2 separate regions of the Callithrix jacchus genome follow, and region 1 is linked to region 2. Evidence: chromatin contacts called from public Hi-C data. All regions are on one chromosome and are shown on one strand. Each heading gives the region's core, a stretch centred on a gene start, on an enhancer-like site or on the middle of the called end of the contact. The rest is flanking DNA. Distances are from core to core; before and after follow the strand shown.

What was found. A called contact is a pair of places that touch in the nucleus more often than the background predicts.
Region 1: a Hi-C map of skeletal muscle shows a contact between it and region 2, with 10 times the contacts expected there. The contact joins the enhancer-like site here to the promoter of ZNHIT3 in region 2. A contact is called at or near these places in 3 of 3 Hi-C or Micro-C datasets (induced pluripotent stem cells and skeletal muscle).

The regions. Positions count from the first base shown.
Region 1 is chr5:96,752,583-96,757,877 of calJac240_pri, reverse strand. It overlaps ZNHIT3 (zinc finger HIT-type containing 3), which reads right to left. Exons shown (of 11, transcript XM_078373744.1): 7 at 2,974-3,268; 8 at 2,804-2,835. The coding sequence starts at 3,059. Among named protein-coding and RNA genes, the nearest start is that of ZNHIT3, 40 kb to the right of the region's middle. Within about 2 kb of position 2,862, at least 12 of the 16 cell types and tissues checked have an H3K27ac peak or open chromatin away from gene starts, as enhancers often do. A contact at or near this core is called in skeletal muscle, where this site is marked.
Region 2 is chr5:96,713,932-96,718,869 of calJac240_pri, reverse strand. It overlaps ZNHIT3 (zinc finger HIT-type containing 3), which reads right to left and starts at 3,184. Exons shown (of 11, transcript XM_078373744.1): 1 at 2,995-3,184; 2 at 2,329-2,501. It overlaps LOC144582632 (a long non-coding RNA gene), which reads right to left. Exons shown (of 6, transcript XR_013535726.1): 6 at 3,701-4,036.

The DNA.
Region 1 (5,295 bases), core at 1,613-4,112, 39 kb before region 2:
AAACTGAGAGACATGAATAAAGGGAGGAGAGACTGAGCACAGTGGCTCCTAACTATAATCCCAGCACTTTGGGAGGTTGTGGCAGGAGGAATGCTTAAGCCCAGGAGTCCAAGACCAGCCTGGGCAATATAGTGAGACCCCATCTCTACAAAAAATAAAGTTCATCTCCGCTACTCAGGAGGCTAAGGTGGGAGGATCACTTGGGCCCAGAAGGCTGAGGGTGCAATGAGCTGTGATCACACCACTGCACTCCATCATGGGCAACAGAGTAAGACCTTGTCTCAAAAAAAAAAAAAAAAAAAAAAAAAAAAACAATAGCAAGAGGATCTACAGCTATGCCACCCTGAATACACCCTATCTCATCTAAGAAGCTAGAGCAGGGTCAGGCCTGGTTAGGATTTCAATGGGAAAATGAGAGGACAGAATACCACAGAGCAGTATCTTCCCAGCTTACAAAGAAGAATATCAAGAAAGAAGAAGCCAAGCACAGCAGATATTCATAGGAATCAAGAAAGATGACAGGTGGGCACGGGTAGCTCATGTCTGTAATCCCAACACTTTGGAAGGCCAAGATGGGAGGATCACTTGAGCCCAGGAGGTCAAGACCAGCCCAGGCTATATGGGACCTCATCTCCACAAAAATTAAAAATAAATAAGCCAGGTATGGTGGCACATGCCTGTAGTCCCAACTGTTTGGGAGGCTGAGGTAGGACACTGCCTCCCAGCTGTTTGGGAGGCTGAGCCCAGGAAGTCAAGGCTGTAGTGAGCAGTGTTTGTACCACTGCACTCCAGCCTGAGTGACAGAGCAAGACACACACACACACACACAAAAAAGACAAAAGTGTCCAACAAATGTGGCTATCAGAAATTTCTGATAAAAATTATTTTTCATTAAATACCACTTTAACACTGCCTATAGCAGCAACAAAGGCAAAATTAATGTACATATCCACCAATAAGAAAAATATTAAAATGACCATACTATCCAAAGCAATCTACAGAGTCAATGCAATCCCTATCAAAATACCAACGACACTCTTCGCAGAAATTTTTTTAAAATCCTAAAATTGGTATGGAACCACAAAAGACCCCCAATAGGCAAAGCAATCCTGAGCAAACAGAACAAGGCTGGAGGCATCACCAGTACTTGGCCTCAAAATATACTATAGAGCTGTAATATCTAAAACAGCATGGTACTAGCATAAAAATACACACACAGATCAACGGAACAGAATAAAAAACCCAGACATATATAAAGTCATACATTTATAGCCAACTGACTTTCCACAAAGGCACCAAGAGCGTATATGGGGGGAAGCACTCTTCAATAAATGGTACAGTATTGAAAACAGTAACTGTAAGGATAACCATATGCAGAATTAAACTAGATCCTTATCTGTCACCATATATAAACATCAAAATGGATTAAAGACCTAAATATAAGACCTGAAACTGAAATTAGTATAAGAAAACACAGGGGAAATGCTTCAGGACATTGGTCTGGGCAATGATTTTATGAATAAAATCTCAAAACACAGGCAACAAAAGCAAAAATAGGCAAATGGAATTCTATTACACGACAAAGCTTCTGTACAATAAAGGGAATAACAGAGTGAAGAGACAACCTATAGGATGGGAGAAGATATCTGCAAAATATTCATCTGACAAAGGGTTAATATCCAGAACATACAAGAAGCTCGCCACTAAAAAAAAAAAAAAAAAAAAAAAAACCCAAAAAACAAAAATACATTTAAATGGACAAATGGGTCACCCAAGGTGGCTCACGCCTGTAATCCCAGCACTTTGGAAGGCCGAGGCGGATGGATCATGAGGTCAAGAGATCGAGACCATCCTGGTCAACAAGGTGAAACCCCATCTCTACTAATAATATAAAAAATTAGCTGGGCACGGTGGCGTGTGCCTGTAATTCCAGCTACTCAGGAGGCTGACGCAGAATTGCCTGAACCCAGGAGATGGAGGTTGCGGTGAGCCGAGATCCCGCCATTGCACTCCAGCCTGGGTAACAAGAGTGAAACTCCGTCTCAACAAAAGAAAAAAAGAAAATGGAGTTCAAGACCAACCTGGCCAACATGGTGAAACCTCGTCTCTACTAAAAACACAAAAATTAGCCGGGAATAAGTGGCAGGCACCTGTAATTCCAGCTACTCTGGTGGCTGAGGCAGAAGAATCACCTGAACCCGGGAAGCGGAGGTTGCAGTGAGCTGAGATCATGCCACTGTACTCCAGCTTGGACGACAAGAGCAAGACTCCGTCTCAAAAAAATAAAATGGACAAATGATCTGAATAGACACTTCTCAAAAGACATACAAATGACCACCAAGTATATGAAAAAATTAGTTCAACATCACTAATCATTGGGGACATGCAAGTCAAAACCACAATGAGATATCATCTCACCGAAGAAAGAATGGCAATTATCAAAACAAAAAATAACATGCTGGCAAGGATATGGAGAAAAGGAAACTCTTTAAACACTGTTGTTGGGAACGTAAATTGGTATAGTAATTATGGAAAACAGCATGGAGGTTCCTCCACAGAAGGGCGGAGTAGAAGAAAGGCTACCGACTGTTCAAAATCCGGAGTGCGATCACAGGCAGGGACAACACAGAAAACTGTCCGACACACAGGAAGAGGCGTATGACACCAAGTCAGAGAAAACAAGGCTCCTGCAGAACCCACGGAGACGAGAGGAGGTAAACGATGCACAGCCAACACGGCAGTGGAACTAGGGGGCTGCCCCGCGCGAGGAGGGGGCCGAGGGCTGGCGGGGACGAGGACTCACCTTTGTGTTTCCGGAAGCAAGCCACCGAGCAGCTGTAACAAGAGAGGGCCAAGGCCGCGTCAGCACCGAGAGCCCGTGGCCTCTCCTGCAGCCCGCGGGTTCCTGCCGTCCCGCCCTCCCGCTGCGGCCCGACACCCGCACCCCCCGGACCCCGCGACCTTCCCACTCACTAGGGCACGCGGCAAGCCGGGCAGCGGTATTTGGGCTTCTCCAAGCAGATCACGCACACAATGCTGCTACAATTGAGCGACGCCATGGCCTCGGGGAAGGAGACGGCTTCCCGCGCAACCGTGCGCGCGCCCACCTCTTTTTCCGTTTCCTAAGCGGGGACCAATCAGCACTCCGCAGGCAGGCAAAAGCAATGGATTGATCCTGCTCACCGTCCCAGTCCTTGTAAGTAGAGCGTCGACACACTCGATGCGCCTCAAGTAGTTGCGTCCCAGGTTTTCCTTGATTCTATGACAGCTTCGAAGAACTTGTTATGTAGCCCTGTCCTTATGCGGCCGTGTGGCTTGGAGCAAGTATTCGACACTCCAGGTGTATTGCCCCGCATGTAAAAAACATAAACAAAGGCCGGGGGGCGCGGTGGCTCAGGCCTGTAATCCCAGCACTTTGGGAGGCTGAGGCAGGAGGATTACCTGAGGTCGGGAGTTCGAGACCAGCCTGATCAACATAGAGAAACCCTGTCTCTACTAAAAATACAAAATTAACCGAGCGTGGTGGTGCATGCCTGTAATCCCAGCTACTCGGGAGGCTGAGGCAGGAGAATCGTTTGAACCTGGGAGGTGGAGGTTGCAGTGGGCCGAGATGGCACCACTGTACTCCAGCCTGGGCAACAAGAGCCAAACTACATCTCGAAGAAAAAAAAAAGTCGTTTACTTTCTGGCTTAGACTTCCTGAATCTTGCAGGGACATTACGATTCTTCTGCCCATCTCATCTGCTTATTCTTGGTGAAGGAGAAGTCCACACTCTGGGCAAGTCAGAGTCATTTGGATCGCAAAATAGACAGGAACCTGGCCTTCCCAGCCTAGGCCATTTTTCCTTTTTTTTTTTCGAGACAGAGTCTCACTCTGTTGCCAGAATGGAGTGCAGTGGCACTATCTCGGCTCACTGCAACCTCCACCTCCCGGTTTCAAGCAATTCCCCTGCCTCAGCCTCCCCAGTAGCTGGAACTACAGGCGCCTGCCACCACGCCCAGCTAATTTTTGGATTTTAGTAGAGACGGGGATTCACCATGTTGGCCAGGATGGTCTCAATCTCCTGACCTTGTGATCTGCCCGCCTCGGCCTCCCACAGTGCTGGGATTACAGGTGTGAGCCACCGTGCCCAGCCTAGCCTAGGCCATTTTTCAGTTGGGAAAGAAAGATAAGGCTGGCCACTGGCAAGTGTTTATTGAGCTCCAACTGTGAGCCCTTCAATGCTGGGGACCCCCCAGGACTTCTAATGAAGATGTGGTCTCTGTCCTCTGGAAACCTAATGCTTAGAGAGAAAGTTGGATGGGGAAACAGGGAGGGAAGAGACTAACTCTTAGGGTCCTGCCAGAGCTAGCCTGCACCTGCACGTCCCTGAGAGTGAGTGCTCCTTAAATTTTGCACTCTAGGCTTCTCACACCTCCCCATAGTCCCGGCCCTAGTGTGCTAATTGACCAGGAAGCAGGCCAGTAACCACTGGCCCCAAGACAGGGATCCCAGGCAGATGAATCTGGACAGATGGGTGATGGTGGGACTTGAATGCCACCACAAACTTACATTTAGACAAAGTCATGGGTTTGTTTAGAAACTTTGCTTACAACTGGGCATAGCCCAGCCTTACCTTGGCTCCCATCCCACCTGCACTGGGCCCTTGAAGGGCCATAAATTGCCCTCACCCCTAAGCACCTCCTCTTCTGTGTTGGCTGTTCAGCCTTCAGGCCCCCACTTCAATAAATATGTCTACAGGGATGGATCTGCAACAACCAAGGCAGTGGTTGGAAACGGCTCAACCCCCTCCCTGGCTGTGTGACCTGGAGGGGTTGGTTACCCCCTCTGAGCTCCCTCATCTATTAGAGTGGATGTGTGGACCTATTTTACTGAGCTGTTGTAAAGCAGAGAGGAGACCATGTGCAAAAAGGTTTAATCTTAAGTGCTACATGATATCTAGAAAGAGTCTAACTCTTGGATCTCCATCTGGACCACATGAACATACGTCCCAAGCCCCAAGCCAGACCCCTCCAAAACAATTCTGCCATCTGCTTCTCGAGTAGGAAGTGAGCAATGATCCTTCCTTTGGGCGTGGTGGCCTTAGAACTCAGTCCAGTCCTCAGGGCTGAAGCTACTAGGCCATCTGGCCACCTGCCTGTGCTGCTTACAGTGGCCCCAGCCTCCCACCTCTAGACCCAGCCAAGAATCCAAAACAGGTCCACACAGGCCCAGTAACCTGCAGCATTCCTCATATTATTCAACAGTTGTACAATAATAATTTGAACTTGAAGCATCCCAGAAGGTCCAAGCTT
Region 2 (4,938 bases), core at 1,935-4,434:
TAAAGTGCTGGGATTACAGTAAGCCACCACGCCCAGCCCTCCATTTTCTGTTTATCCACTCATCAGTTGATGGACATTTGAACTATATCCACTTTTTGGCTCTTATGAAAAGTGCTGCTATAAACATTCATGTACAAGTCTTTGTATGTACACTTTTTTTTTTTTTTTTTGAGACAGAGTCTCACTCTGTTGCCAGGCTGGAGTGCAATGGTGCCATCTCAGTTCACTGCAACTTCCACTTCTGGGGTACAAGTGATTCTCCTGCTTCAGCCTCCTGAGTACCTGGGATCACAGGCAACTGCCACCATGCTCAGCTAATTTTTTATATTTTTAGTGGAGTTGGAGTTGCACCATGTTGGCCAGGGTGGTCTTGAACTCCTGACCTGAGGTGATACACCCGCCTTGGCCTCCCAATGTGCTGGGATTACAGGTGTGAGCCACTGCACCTGGCCATGTTTTCGCTTTTCTTGGGTATATACATAGAAGTGGAATTGCTGGGTTACATGGTAGTTCCATGCTGAGAAACTGCCAGGCTGTTTTCCACAGTGGCCATGTGATTTCACATTCCCAACAGCAGTGTATGATGCTTCCGATTACAGGTGTGAGCCTCACTAACACTTATTATGTTCTCTCTTTTGTTTTTAATAGCCATGCTAATGGGTGTGACATAGTATCTCATTGTGGTTTTGATTCACATTCTCCTAATGATTACTGATGTTGAACACTTTTTCATGCATTTATTAGCCCTTTGTTTATCTTCTTTAAAGAAATGTCGCCGGGTGTGGTGGCTCACACCTGTAATCCCAACACTTTGGGAGGCTGAGGCAGGCGGATCACCTGAGGTCAAGAGTTCAAGACCAGTCTGACCAACATGGAGAAACCCTGCCTCTACTAAAAATAGAAAATTCATTAGGCATGGTGGCGCATGCTTGTAATCCCAGCAGGAGAATCGCTTGAACTCAGGAGGTGGAGGTTGTGGTAAGCTGAGATTGCACCATTGCACTCCAGCCTGGGCAACAAGAGCGAAAAGAAAGGACAGGACAGGACAGGACAGGAAAAGGAAAGGAAAAGGAAAAGGAAAAGGAAAGGAAGAAGGAAGGAAGGAAAGAAGGAAGGATCTATTCAGACTGGCCATGGTGGCAGGCACCTGTAATCCCAGTTACTCAGGAGGCTAAGGCAGGAGAATTGCTTGAACCCAGGAGGTGGAGGTTGCAGTGAACAGAGACCATGCCACTGTGCTCCAGCCTGGGCAACAGAGCGAGACTCCATCTCAAAAATAAATAAATAAAATTAAAAAAAAAAGTAAAGACGTGTCTATTTATATCCTTTGCTCGTTTTTAAATTAGGTTATTTTTGGCCGGGCTCGGTGGCTCATGCCTATAATCCTAGCACTTTGGGGGACCGAGGTGGGTGGATCACGAGGTCAAGAGATCAGACCATCCTGGCCAACGTGGTGAAACCCTGTTTTTACTAAAAATACAAAAATTAGCTGGGTGTGGTGGTGGTGGGCACCTGTAGTCCCAGCTTGACAAGTGGGGATTATGAGGATTACAATTTAAGATGAGACTTGGGTGGGGACACAAGGCATCTAACCATATCAGCCCCAAAGCCATGACAGGAGAAGGCTCCTGCCAGAAGTCCACCCCACAGCCCCAGACTCTACCATGGCCTTTCCTCACTCTGCTTCCTTCCTCCACTTTTCTTTCCCTGAATGAGGTTGCTCTATCAATGCCTCCCACGACTACACATGATCCCCTCCCCCATCCCCCATGCTCAGGGATAAGGAAGCTAGTGCCTGCAAAGGTTCTTTGAACTGACTGCACCATGGACTACACCATAGTCAAGCCACGGCAACCCACACGTACACCTCCAGATGGCCTCCCAGAACCAGAAAGTCTGTAACAGAAAAACCGCAAAAGAAGAATAGCTAGCTCCTGCAGTGCCTGATTAACCGACTTTACAACATTCTACCACTGTTCCTGCCTCAAACTGATAGATCAACCTTGTGACAGTGTACCCTGTGACACTGTCCCCCTCACTCACTTGCAAAAAACCGCCCTCAACTCTAACTTTCCATTACCTACCCCCAACCTATAAAACCAGCTCCTATCCCACCACCCTCTGCTGACTTTCTTCGGACTCAGCGCACTCGCACCCGAGTGAATGAACAGCCTTGTTGCTGACACAAAGCCTGTTTAGGTGGTCTCTTCATTCAGAGCGTCCTTACCAGTGCCCTGAATCCCTTCCCCACCCAAGACTCCTTCCTTTTCTTTACACTTAGTCTACCTAAAACTCGTTGTTTTTTTTTTTTTAAATTGCGTTACCTACCTCAGCTTTGTTTCTCAAAGGCTTTAATCCAGGAGGAGCTGAAATTGTTTCTTGGCAGGAGGGATTTCACGTTTGCATTGCTCTAAAAGAGACGCTCTCAGAAACAAGGGACCTCCACTTTGGTGTCAGCACTGCACGCACCCCCACCCAAGCCAGCACTGTGGCTGGAAAGCCTAGGTAGAGGGTAAGGGATTTGGGTGTAGTGGGAATTGACGTGGAGGAATGTTGGAGATCAGATTCATGGATGCCACAAAAAAACCCAACCCCTCCCCACCGAAAGAGGGCAGTACTCAGGCTAGGAGCCGCTGCACTAGGTGCTAGGGACCCACTGAATTCTCACTAGTGCAAGGCTCGGTCGAATCTGCATTTCCAGAAATATCGCCCTGGCAAGGGCAGGGACTACTCAGTCAAGGGCGACTCGTCGCTCCACCCTAAGGTGTCCCTAAAGAGGGGTGGCACGAAGAGGTGGCGAACCCCGCCCTGCTTTTGGCTTGCGATGGACTTCTTTTTAAAACGCGCAGTGGTTGAAAACCGCTGCTTCAAAACGGAGACTGAAGGGGTAGTAAAGACTAACGAGGAGTTTTAGCAATGGGCTCAACAGAGTCTGGGCGCCTGGGAAGGGCCTCGGAGGAACTGCAAGGTTGGGGAACGATTTCAAATGCGTACTCGACAACACGGAGTGAAGACTGGGAGGTCTTAGCCCCTGTCCCGCCTCCAGTGCTCCCTGGGGCACATGACAGGCTCACGACGCATTTGGGTTTCTTCGAGAGAGCCTCGCACGCACCAGCACCCACTCAGCGGCAGCACCTGGCACCCTCGGGCAGCTCAGCGCTGCTAGAGTCCCTTCCCCAGGCACGCCCCCCGCGCCGGCCTTTTCAGCACTTCCCAAGCCCGAGCCAATCAGCGCTCGGCAGCGACCGGCAGGGATGACCAATCGATTTATCCTGCGTTGTACTCAAGACCTAGAAGTCGAGCATCGTACATCCGATCGACGGAACGTCCGGGCCCCAACGCTAAGTTGGGTGACTGTTCGGCGGTTGTCTCGGGGGTTGCAGGAAGATCCCGTTTCCTCAGCGTGGAAGGAGAGGTTGACCCCGAAGAGTTAAGATTCTAGAAGCAAACGGCAGGGCGCGGTGGCTCACGCCTGTAATTCCAGCACTTTCGGAGGCCAAGGCGGGAGGATTGCCTGAGATCAGGAGTTCGAGACCAGCCTGGTCAACATGGTATAACCCCATCTCTACTAAAAAAAAAAAAAAAAAAAAATAGCTGGGCGCGGTGGCGGTGCCTGTAATCCCAGCTACTCTGGAGGCTGAGGCTGGAGAATCGCTTGAACCTGGTAGGCGGAGGTTGCACTGAGTCCAGATTGCGCCACTGCACTCCAGCCTGGGCAACAAGAGTGAAACTATGTCTCATATAAATAAATAAATAAAGATTCTAGAAGCACACTCTTTATCCCTGGCCTTCCTCCTCCTTCACGGGGTAGCTTGGGACAAGTTATCTCTTTTCTCTGGGTCTGTGTTCTGCCTATAAAAGAATGAATGGGACAAAATGGTCTCTACAGTCTCTTGTTTATCCTGGCCCTGCAAATCCAGGATCAGTGCCATTGTATCTCAGTCTGATGTCACTGGTCTTGCCCTGCCTGGTGTTCTGAAGTTTTGTCGGCAGTAACATGCACTCCAGCCAGGATCTTCAGTCCAGGACACCAGCACTGGGGAAAGTGAGGCATAAGAAAAAGAAAAATGGGGATTGTTTATCCACAGACACATATGGTGCACTGCATATCTGACACTGTGCTGGTGCTGTGTCCCCTATGAGAAACAGGCATGGTCCTTGCCCCTCCAGTTATGAGCTATGTCACTTCCACCAGACTCTCAGGTGGCCAGTGAGGAGCTGTACTCTCACCAAGCTGCTCTCACCAGCAAACAGGATGGAGACAGACTTGTAGGCCTGCATGTTCCTGGGCTCCTCTTGAACTCCCAGCTCAGCCACTGGCTGTCTTCTACCCACAGATCTGAAAGGAGTCAGTCCAGACAAGCTCCAGCAGTACCTCTTTTTTTGAGGAAGCCACCTTCTCCTGGCTGTCCAACCCTGAGAGGACCTTGGAAGTTTGGGGGAGTTCCTCTTGGCACTCTGGTTCATCCAGAATGCACCCAACCACCCTCTATACATGCATCCCCCCACCCCCCACAAGCCCTCCAGCCTGATACCCTGCTGGAGTTCTTTTGCGGAGTTTTGTCTTGAGATCATCAGAGAGGTCATGCTCCATGAGGCTTTGAAGCACCACCAAGAAAAACTCCTGCAAGACCAGGAACATATCTGAGAGGCATCTGAAGTCAGATAGGCTGTGTTGGAATCCTAGCTTTTTCTGACAGTGTGGTCTAGGTAATTTAACTTCTACCAGCCCCATATGTGTAATGAACATCATCACAGCACATACCTCACAGATTGCTGAAAGGATTAAATGAAATGATGCATATAAATTACTTGCAGCATGCCTCTCAGAGATGTACAGTAAATGGGCAAGAATTGGGAGCTACTGTTATTATTCTGTTATTGTGATCATATTCAGCAGGAAAGAGGCCTCCGAGGCTAGGCTCCAGTCCTTGATGA